Regions from separate parts of the Zea mays genome. Here region 2 is linked to region 1. The links are chromatin contacts, called in public Hi-C maps. All regions are on one chromosome and are shown on one strand. The core of a region is the stretch at or near the end of the contact, and the rest is flanking DNA. Distances in the headings are between cores, read along the strand shown.

Region 1 (5,341 bases), core at 1,714-4,213:
AGGCGATGGCCTCTACTGCTTTAGGCAAGTTCACAACCCTTGTATCTAGTGCATCTGATGAAGGCGCCAAAGACACCTTAGCAATAGACTGCTCTCCAGCCATTTCTAATGAAAAAGTGTGTTTTCAACTGGCTAAGGCTGGTTTGAAGGTGGAAAAACATCTGAAGCCAGCTTCGGGAAGGTGTTTAACAGCAACAAGCACAAACATCAAATGTCATGTCAACACAGTCGGGCGTCGTTTTTTTATATCTACAAATTTTTGAATTTAACCGTTGTACTCACTGAAACCTGGACCCCACCAATCAGAGTAAACTCACTTCATAACGAGCTTCGGGAAGGTGTTTTTCGGGCCTTCGGTGCAAGGCCTCCTAATTTTGTTTTTGAGATATAAGCTCGTTATGAACAAACAAACTCACTCCGTAAGGGGCTACTCTTAGGGGGCCTATTCCGCCAAAGGTCCTAATTTAACCATCAATCAGTGTAAACAAGTGTGTTTCAGGTACAATACTATCGATGAATGAAGCTAGCATGCGAACAAAGGTCTGTCAAGAAAAGCCGAAGCAGCATGCAAAGAAGCTCTGTTTATTATACGAGTGCGGCGAAGATGCAGTCTAAAGCTGACAGCCTTGGCATGAAGAGAGCTTCAAACGAGAAATAACGAGGAAGAAGAAGTCTAAGGCTTGTACAACAAGAACGAAAGAGAAAAGACAATAATGCCCTTATTATATTCATAAATCGTGTATGTAAACATCATGGGCATGCTTGTAATTTTGCACAAAGCTATACCTCTCCCCTATAAATAGGTGAACAGTGTCCTGCATAAATTCACCTCTTTGAGGACCATAGCTTCGTGTTGCTTAGCCTTCGAAGAACCTTCATGCCACCTTGTGTTAAAGAGCCAAAGGTATGCTTATAAACTCATCTGATATAAAGGAAGATGGAGTAGAAATGCTAAGGCAAATAAGATGAGTTTCATACTGTGTTCTACATTATCATTTCATTTTATTTTGTTTCTTTCACATCTCCTTTCAAAGACTTTCGTCCTTCACGCTAACACTTCGAAGAAGTGTTAAATCAAGGACGAACGCTCACATACTTAACTTGTGTTGCCTTGATATTTGATACCTTTAGGGGGATTGAAATCAAGTATCCAACATGTACGTGATTTGAATTCTGACACATATATAGTTCGCATTCGGTTTGTCTTTTAAAATTGGGTGTGGCAGCGGGGCTAGCAGTTACATCCCATCAGGTACGTGGCCCAACATGACAGGCATGCACGCCATAGCCACTATGGCTTGCATGTCCTAGCGATGAGTGTGGCTACCTATGCAACCGACACTGATGGCGGCGACACGATAACACATGACCGCCAAATCAATATGCAATACATCTCACCATAAAAAATCAATGTACAACATGCATCTAACCATAAAAATTAATCTACAACATGCATCGGACAATAGAATTTTCAAATACAACTTGCATGATATGCCATGCTTTTTTGATTCAATCTAGATTAAACATATCTAACCATAAAAAATTAATCTACAGTATATATCTAACCGTAAGAATTCAATCTAGATTAAACATATCTACTAAATTAGGCAACGACTGCTATACAAGCAGTCTTTCTGTGCAAGCGTGCAAGCAAACCATCTGATCCATTAGATTACGATCCAACCACAAATACGACCATGGTTTGTTAGGGGTTTTTTTTATAAAGATTATTGAGCTGGTGGTGGAAGGGTTTAAGTGTCAAATGTGACCCACGATTAGATCACGATCTAATGGATCAGATGGTTTGCTTGCATGCTTGCACAGAATGACTGCTTGCATAGGAGTCGTTGCCACTAAATTATGGGTTTAAAGTAGATCAAGAATGATATGCCATGCTTTTTTGATTCAACGGACGAAGGAATAACCTGTCACATAGGACAATTTGATAAGGTCCGGCGACCTGCCGTCTTTGATATAGAGAGCTGATGTAGATCAGATATGCAACAATGTTGAATAGGATCATGTTAATGACTTGTTGGACCATAACATCATGGTAGATCATAAATGTGAACCTCGAATCCTATCATCAGCAACGAAGGCGCGAGAAAGATATATAGAAGACTCATTCTTCGTTCTCGTTTTGTCACGGCACAAATAAAAAAAGACAAGAGAATTATTTATACAAACTCTTGCTTTATTATCTATTATTATTATAGGAGAGTACAAGTTTGTTAACCCTCAAACATATATTTAGATCATGTTCTAAACCTCTAGAGCTAATTATTGATCAGCTAGTAAGTTGCTATCTAGTTTTAGCTAGGTTAGAGCAACTAACAACCAATAAATATTTGAGAGGTGTAGTTAATAATTACATGGTCTATTGATGGACTTATTCTAAACCTCTTAACTAATTTTAGTTGTTAACTATTAGTTGCGAGGTTTGGACCATACGATGAGGTCCGTGAGAAGCTTGGCGTGTTTGGAAAATATAAGGGGGTAAATGTGTGTCTGGAAAATATCTGGAAACACGGATGAAATGGACCGGTCGCCGTCGCCGTCGCCGGTCACGTCATTCACACCATTTGAAGTAGAAAATAACATCGGTCGCGTCACTATTCGGCGAGGAGCAATCAAGCAAGCGGATCAGGAATCTGTGGCTCCAATTGGATCTCGGACTATAGCACCACGGCCCAGTGGGTTGCCGCAAGGCGCTGCTGCTTTATCGGCATGGACGGTGGGGTGCGTGCATGTGCTGATGTGCATGCCGATTGCGAAAGGAAACCAGGAAGACGGCGGCCGGCCGCGCTGGCTGGGTCTTATCCGCGGATTCGGGGCGATAATAATGACAAATATCGTGTGGCTGGCGGGTGGGATCTGGAATCGCCCGGGATCCTGCTCCGGCCTGTGCGTGCGGTCCCCGATCAAACGGGCTGAATAAACCATCGAACGGATACTGAGTCCTGATCCAGGCCACGATGAAGGCAGACGCGACCGGACCTCTCCCTTTTGCTGGGCCGCCACATGGCCCACACCAGTGGGCTAGAGACAATAAACAGGAAACATCCGAGCGATTGAACCTCTGCATTCTGCATTGGGTAATAACACCCTAATTTTTAAATCTAAAAAAACTATTTTAATTTATATGTCTTTTAATTAATTTATAGGAAAGATATTGATTATCTTCTAGAATTAAAATATATAAAATCATATGCTCAAACTTAAGTGATGCGTTTATGCCATTGCATTTGTTTTGTGTGAATTAAGTCCCAATTTATTTGGTTATAATTTGATTTGATTTATTAATTTAGCCTTTAGAATTTAAATCTGCAAAAAAAATAGAAAGGAATTGGAACAAAGACTGAACTCGGCCCACTAGCTTTCAGCCCAATTAGCACAACGGCGCCGGCGTCCTCTCCCGGTGACACATTGGCAGTCTGGCCCTATGTGTCAGAACTCACTCATGCACGGTTCTCCCTCACAGTTGGCTGGCGAGTGGGAAACCCTTGTCATCCCCTTCCTCCCACCCATACTGCACCATGTCGGCGAGAGCAAACTCAACTCCAACACCGTTCTAGACAAATCCTGTCCTGGCACAACTCGACCGACTGAGTCCAATGCAGATACGAGTCCGACAGAGGTCTTCCCTAACCCATACGACTTCTTTCCCTTAACTATCTGCGCCCAACTCGATATCAAGTAGAACCAAGAGTTTGCCAAGTGTTGGGACTTGCTCTCCTGGGCAAGTTGATCTAACGGGGGAGTGGAAAGGATGCAAGTAAGGTTTAACTCGAGATGGCAATTGCTCTGTTAATCTAGCCTCTCAAGGGCACTGTACGGGGGTATTTATAGGTGCCCGAGCGCCCAACATCCCGATGTAAGGACGCTTATGCCCTCAGACACCTGGATTATCCCCAGAATATTCCCATAAGGGAGGGTTACAGACTGTCATTACAGAAAAGCTATTACAAATCCGGCTCGTAACACACCTGTCCATGCGGGGCCTGTTACAATGGGCCGAATCCCACGTGGGCCTCCAGGTCGGGTGAGGACGTGGGATGGAGAGACTTCGTCGTAGGCCTTCGTCTTGCAGTGAAGAGGACGAAGGGTGGGCCGTGCCGGTCATCTTGCCTCTGTCGGTGCAGCGAGTTGACGAAGGCCTGGAGCGAAGGGTAGCGTCTTCGCCTTCGCCCCAACATTTTCCCTCCGAGGGACCAGTTCGACTGAGTCATCTGGTGTCGAAGACGTCACTAGATGGTGGAGACGCTGCCCTCACTCGAAGTGGTTCCGCGGGGGGTTTTGATATGACCGTTGACGGACGCGGTACTGTTGGACTGCGAGCTTCCCGAAGCGTCGCGCTCTGTGTATAAAAGGGGGGCGGCGCGGCTCAGGCTCTCTTACCTTTCTGTGCGCCGCAAAACCCTAGCATTTTGAAACCGTTCGCCCGCTCGCCTGCCCTCCTTGCTCCTGTTCATCGGAGATCTGGCCCGCGTCAAGCAGACCGCGCGCCGCCGCCGACGGTACGTAGCCATGTCGTCTTCTTCTTCATCCGCTATGAATACGCCGTTGGGCAAATCGTCGTCTGAGGGTACCTTCAGTGATTTGGCGGCGGTGGAGCTACACCCGGGCCACATGGTGGAATTCGGCGTTTCGAGGATCTCCTCGGTTCGCGTGCAAGACATGCAGCAGTTGGGGTATTTTGGGAACGGAGTTGGACGAGTTCCGGGGGCAGAAGAGATTCCTGAGCTGGAGGGTGAGATGGTTGTGTTCGAGGCATTTTTCACTGCCGGCCTTCGGTTGCCTGCGCATCGTTTTATGGTGGAAGTGTTGCGGAGGTATGACGTGCAGATCCATCAATTGACACCTAATGCCGTGGTGGCCCTGGCGAAGTATGTCTGGGCAGTGACTTCGTATGGCGGTCAGCCCTCCGTAGAGGTCTTCGCCAAGAATTATTGTTTGCACTGGCAGAAGAGAAAAGTTGGAAGCAAGATTGCACAGTTTGGATCATGCACCTTTACGCCGAGGACTGGGAAGACTTCTGCGGAAGTTGTTGAGCTAGTTCCCTGCGCCCGCAACAAGTGGGGCAACTGGTATGATTATTGGTTTTATGTGGCGGGAGGCAAGGTCGAAGACCTCCCAGGACTTCCGGCGGCCGTGATATGCTCGCACTGCTATGTGGCGTTCCCGCTGTTTGAGGTGGCGGAGGATGATAGTGATGAAGGGGCCCTTCGTTGTGCAGCCCGCATGAGTAGCGGGCGCGATTTAGTTGAGGAATTTGTCGGTTATGGAGTGTGGCCTTTGGCGCATGGTTGGGCGTTGGGCGAAGTATGCCCTCGCCAGATGC
Region 2 (5,341 bases), core at 1,302-3,801, 360 kb after region 1:
CACTTAGACCCCACAAGGACGACCACACACTTAGGTGTATCTTGCTTTGATTACAAGTCTCTTAGGAACAAGAATGAGGAAGGAAGAAAGCGATCCAAACAACAAGAGCGCAAATGAACACGAACACACTCTCTCTCAAGTCACTAGGTTGTTGGAATGAATTTGGGACTTGGAGAGGCTTTGATCTTTTGATTTGTCTCTAGGAGTGAATGCACTAGCTCTTGTATTGAATGAAAACTTCAGAAGACTTGGATGCTTGGAGTTGTGGTGGTTGGGGTTATTTATAGCCCTCAACCACCAAGAAGCCGTTGGGGAAGGCTGCTAGCGATGGGTGCACCGGATAATCAGGTGCGCCACCGGACAGATCCTGTTCACTGTCCGATGCGCCGCCACGTCACCCAACCGTTAGGGTTCAGAGTGAAGTCGATCGTTGGAGCTTTGTCTCCTTGCGGCACCGGACAGTCCGGTGCCACCGGACAGGTCTTGTTCGCTGTTCCGTGCGCCTCTGAATCTGCGGCTCTGACTCTGCACGCACTGTTCCTCTGTCAGCAGCTTTTGCAATCGACCGTTGCGCAAATTAGCCGTTGCTCCGCTGGTGCACCGGACAGTCCGGTGAATTATAGCGGAGTGCGCCTGCGGAAACCCGAGAGTGGCTGGTTGGACACAATACGGTCCTGGTGCACCGGACACTGTCCGGTGGCACACCGGATAGTCCGGTGCGCCAGACCACAACACACTTGGTTTCTTTTGCTCCTTTGATTTTGATCCCTAATTTGAATATTTATTGGTTTGTGTTGAACCTTTATGCACCTGTAGAACATGTACTCTAGAGCAAACTAGTTAGTCCATATATTTGTGTTGAGCATTCAACCACCAAAATTAATTGTGGGAAAAGGTTAACCCTATTTCCCTTTCAGCTGCTCTACCACCTCCAAGATTATTTGATCATTATATACCTTTGCTACCAGGGTCTGTGCCAGTTAATACAAGACTTTGCAGATACTCTCCTTTGCATAAAACCGAGATTGAAAGGCAAGTGGCAGAGCTATTGCAAGCTAGACTTATTCTTCCAAGTGTTAGTCCTTTTGGCTTACATGTTCTTTTGGTTCAAAATAAGGATGGGACTTGGAAATTTTATGTGGATTATCGAAAATTGAATGACATGACTATAAAGAACTGATTTCCTATGACTTTGGTGGGTTAAATCTTGGATGAGCTAGCATGAACATAATATTTCTCTATCCCTGATATGACAGCTGGGTACCATCAGATCAGGCTGGGTGAGAAGGATGAACTAAAAACAGCTTTTAAAACCCATCATGGGCACTACCAGTTTCGAGTAATGCCTTTTGGGCTTACTAATGCCCCAGCAACTTTTCAATGTGCCATGAACTCGATTTTGGAACCATGCCTTAGAAAGTTTATAATGGTGTTTATAGATGATATCTTGGTGAATAGTCCCAGATTTCAAGACCATTTACACCATTTGAGGCGAGTGTTCACCATTTTGAGGCAACATCAGTTTTATCTCAAGAAGTGTGCCTTTGCTAAGGTAGAGTTGCAATATTTGGGCCACATTATTTCCAAGGAAGGTTGGCTACTGACCCTTCTAAAACAGAAGCAATGGGGAGATGTCTAGTCCCTACCTTTGTTACAGAGTTGGGGAGGGGTGTGCCTGATGGGATATTATAGGAAGTTTGTTAGGCATTTTGGTACTTTGGCAAAGCCTCTAACCAGATTACTCGAAGGCAAGAAAGTATGACACTAGATTGAAGAAGCCCAACAAGCCTTTGTAAGTTTGAAGCAAGCCATGACTCAGACCCTTGTACTTGCTTTGCCTCGGTTTGATGTGGGTCTTGTGGTAGAAACTGATGCATGCGATGAAGGGATATGAGCTATTTTGATGCAAGAGGATAGACCATTAGCTTTTTTGAGTAAAGATTTGGGAGTGAAGAATAAGCAGTTGTCTATCTATGGGAAGGAGTTTTTGGCACTAATCATGGTAGCTGACAGGGGGCGACCTTATTTGCAGAGGTCTCAGTTCATTATTAAAACTACTCTTTTGTACACAATTCTAAACTGTAAACCCATCAAATTTGTCATGGCTAACCCTAAACCAAAGTATTCCGTGTGCATGGCCTACTTCATGTCAAAAACTTCTTTTTATCAATACTCAAAAGTACTAATTTATTTTGTATAGAAACCTATTGACAACATTAAAAAAAATTACAATTACATACCAACTTGTAGCCACGAAAAGGAGCAAAATATTTGTTTCTGTTGAATTAAAAGGAAAAATAAGAAGGACGACAACTATGGTAGTTGAGATAAAAAATAATTTTATAACCATTACAAGAGGTAGGAATATAGGGAAGGAATCTTGACGAGAAAAATGAAATATTAGATAAATTTAGGGGAACAATTGCGGACAGTTTAAGCGCTCCATGATGTATATGGCCTTATTACGCAGCCCGTTCAAACCTTTTCTCGAATAATACGGCCCATGGCACATCGATTTGGGTCACGGTATCGGCCCATGTTCAAAAACTCCAATGGTTCAATTTCTTATGTCACGTCCAGATTGGGAATTCCATCACGCCTCGTCCTCTCCGTCCCGACCAGAATCATCGCTTCTTCCTGCTCCGGCGATATCCGCCGCCGCCTGCGGTCCGGCCGAGATGGGGAGCACTTCCTCTATGCTCACCCAATACGATATCGAGGAGGTCCAGGACCATTGTAACCACGCATGTCAGTCGCTAACTCTGACACCTAATTCGCTCCCCTGATCTGGTCTAGTCTGATCTAATCTGGTGCTTCGCCGTCGCGGCTATCGGCGCTAGTCTCGCAGCAGGAGATCGTATCGCTGTACCACCGCTTCTGCCAGCTCGACCGTAACGGTGGTGGCTTCGTCTCCGCTGACGAGTTCATGTCGGTCCCTGAGTTCGCCGTAAATCCCCTCTCCCAGGTACGGCCCCCACCCACCGCTAAACTCGCCTCACGCCACTAACCACTCTCCTCTGTTGTCGACAACATCCTTGGAGTATGCTAATGGCTAGAGTCGTAGAGACCATGCTACGTTGAGGGTTTTGGCTGGAGCATGTGAATTGTGTGCTTAAGGAGGTGTTGTTCCCTGATAATTTGCAATTGAAGGTTGCTTTGTTCTAATATCAGAGGCTCCTGAGGATGCTGGATGGGCTCAACTTCAAGGAGTTTGTAGCATTTTTGTCAGCTTTTAGCCCCCGCACAAGCCTGCAGCAAAAGATTGAATGTAGGTATTAGATTTTTATTAAACTTCTATATTATTTGTCAATATGTAGTGTGGAAATTCTTTCAAATCTTTTTTGTCTGATTTTTTATATTTTCTCCAGTTATTTTCAGGGTTTATGATACTGACTGCAACGGGAAGGTTGCTTTTGATGACATCTTGAGCATCTTGCGAGATCTGACAGGTTCATTTATGACAGAGCAACAGAGACAGGTTTGTATTCTGGATTTCTGGTTCTTTGTGTTATCACACGACATAACAAAACGAATTAATAATCTTGACTTTTCCGTCTTGAGTTTCCAAATACTGGATATACCACATGTTTTCACATATTGCTTTTAGTCTGTGATTAATTAGGGCCTGTTTGGAAGCACCTAGTTTTTTAAAAATTGGTTTATGAAAACTGAGGTGGTTCCAAATATACCAGTTTATGCCCCAGTTTATAAAAACCGGATTTCTAGTTTCTTAAAACCAAGAAGCTAGCCTCTCCTAGCTAAAACCAGTTTATGAAAGCTGAGGTGCTTCCAAAGACCACCAACCAGTTTTTTTTATAAACCAATTTCTAGAAACGGGAGATAGAAACTGGATTCTTAAAAACTAGGTCGCTTCCAAACATGGTCTGTTTGGAAACGACCTAGTTTTTAAGAATTTAGTTTCCATAAACTGGTTTATAAAAAATTGGTTAATGGTGTTTGGAACCACCTCTATTTCCATAAACTAGTTTTAGCTAGGGAAGATTAGTTTTTTGTTTTTTAAAAAACTGGAAATCCAGTTTCTATAAACTAGAGCATAAACTGGTATGTTTGGAACCACCTCAGTTTTCATAAACCAGATTCTTAAAAACTGAGGGCTTCCAAACAGGCCTTAGTTGTGTAATTCATACCTGCACTTCTTGCGTGGTCATGAACTGTTAGATAGTTTCAGCTGGCAAGTTATCTCGGTAAAACATAATGCCTTTTGCAAGGAGTTTATCTTTCTTTCTCCCCCAGAAAAAGGCACTACTAGCACAATGCATCAGGATACAGTTTCCTGGAGTTAAGATTTCTTAATTTGGGTATATATTAGCTTTAAGAGGCATTCATTATTGTACATATTTGTGCGATAGTAATGTAAGAGACATTTTGGTCATTATGGTATTGTCCCCCGTGCGTGCACATTAGCATTAGTCTTTTCTGGCTATTCTCACGTGAAGACACATATTGTGCATTACAGAAAGTCTTGATTCATGTGTTAGAAGAAGCTGGATACACAAAAGATTCACATTTTACACTCCCAGACTTTATGAAGGTAACCTCGTTCCTCCTTTAACAGATAAATTTACTCAGTCATAAACATATTATCACCATCCATAATCTACTTTGGGCATAAAAATATTGCTTTCTGGGTATCAGAAGCTACTAAAGTTTGCTTATAAATTTATGTCAGTTACAAAACTAAATCTAGCTATGATACTATTCCTTACACTCGGACATCAACACCAAGTGCTATGGCAACTTAAGTGTTGGAACACATGTTTCAGATCTCTGGAGTAGCTTTATTATTTGTAAAGCTGTTAAAACATTAATATAACAGTCAACAAAGTACATGTTAAAGCATTAGGAGGGCTCAGAATATTTTCTGAATCAAGACCTCAATATTGGATGGCTGGTACTTTTTTTTACCGAATGCACGTTGATGGCTTCCAAACTAACATATATACAGTCTGAACAAGTAACGGTCATCATCTCAAATGTGCATTTTTCAGACAAGGTTCAACTCTTCTGATCCATTTGCTGCTGCTTGTATACTATCGAATCAAATGATATGTTTTTGTTATGGCATCTGCTGTCTGCAAATACCTTTATAGCCAATTTTAGGCATTATTATCTACCACCTGCTATTGTCCGTTAGCTTGTCTTTGCCAAATATTCAGCAGCTTGCAAGAGTTTTACATGCTAAGAAGACGCCACATGTGCTCCTAAAGCTAGATATTTCCAAGGCATTCGATTCGGTGTCATGGTCCTTCTTACTAGAACTATTGCAGCACCTTGGATTTGGCCGCAAATGGTGCAACTTGGTTAGCTTGATGTTGTCCAC

What was found. Hi-C and Micro-C count contacts between places; a contact is called where the count stands out from the background.
Region 2: a Hi-C map of tassel shows a contact between it and region 1, with 3 times the contacts expected there. The contact joins the promoter of LOC100193443 here to the enhancer-like site in region 1. A contact is called at or near these places in 3 of 25 Hi-C or Micro-C datasets (ear, leaf and tassel).

The regions. Positions count from the first base shown.
Region 1 is chr4:62,483,263-62,488,603 of Zm-B73-REFERENCE-NAM-5.0, forward strand. No RefSeq gene overlaps it. Among protein-coding and RNA genes, the nearest start is that of LOC103653306, 17 kb to the right of the region's middle. Within about 2 kb of position 2,964, at least 17 of the 20 cell types and tissues checked have an H3K27ac peak or open chromatin away from gene starts, as enhancers often do. A contact at or near this core is called in ear, leaf and tassel, where this site is marked.
Region 2 is chr4:62,839,345-62,844,685 of Zm-B73-REFERENCE-NAM-5.0, forward strand. It overlaps LOC100193443 (calcineurin subunit B), which reads left to right and starts at 2,552. Exons shown (of 6, transcript NM_001138562.3): 1 at 2,552-2,748; 2 at 2,841-2,965; 3 at 3,172-3,268; 4 at 3,369-3,478; 5 at 4,478-4,552. The coding sequence starts at 2,679.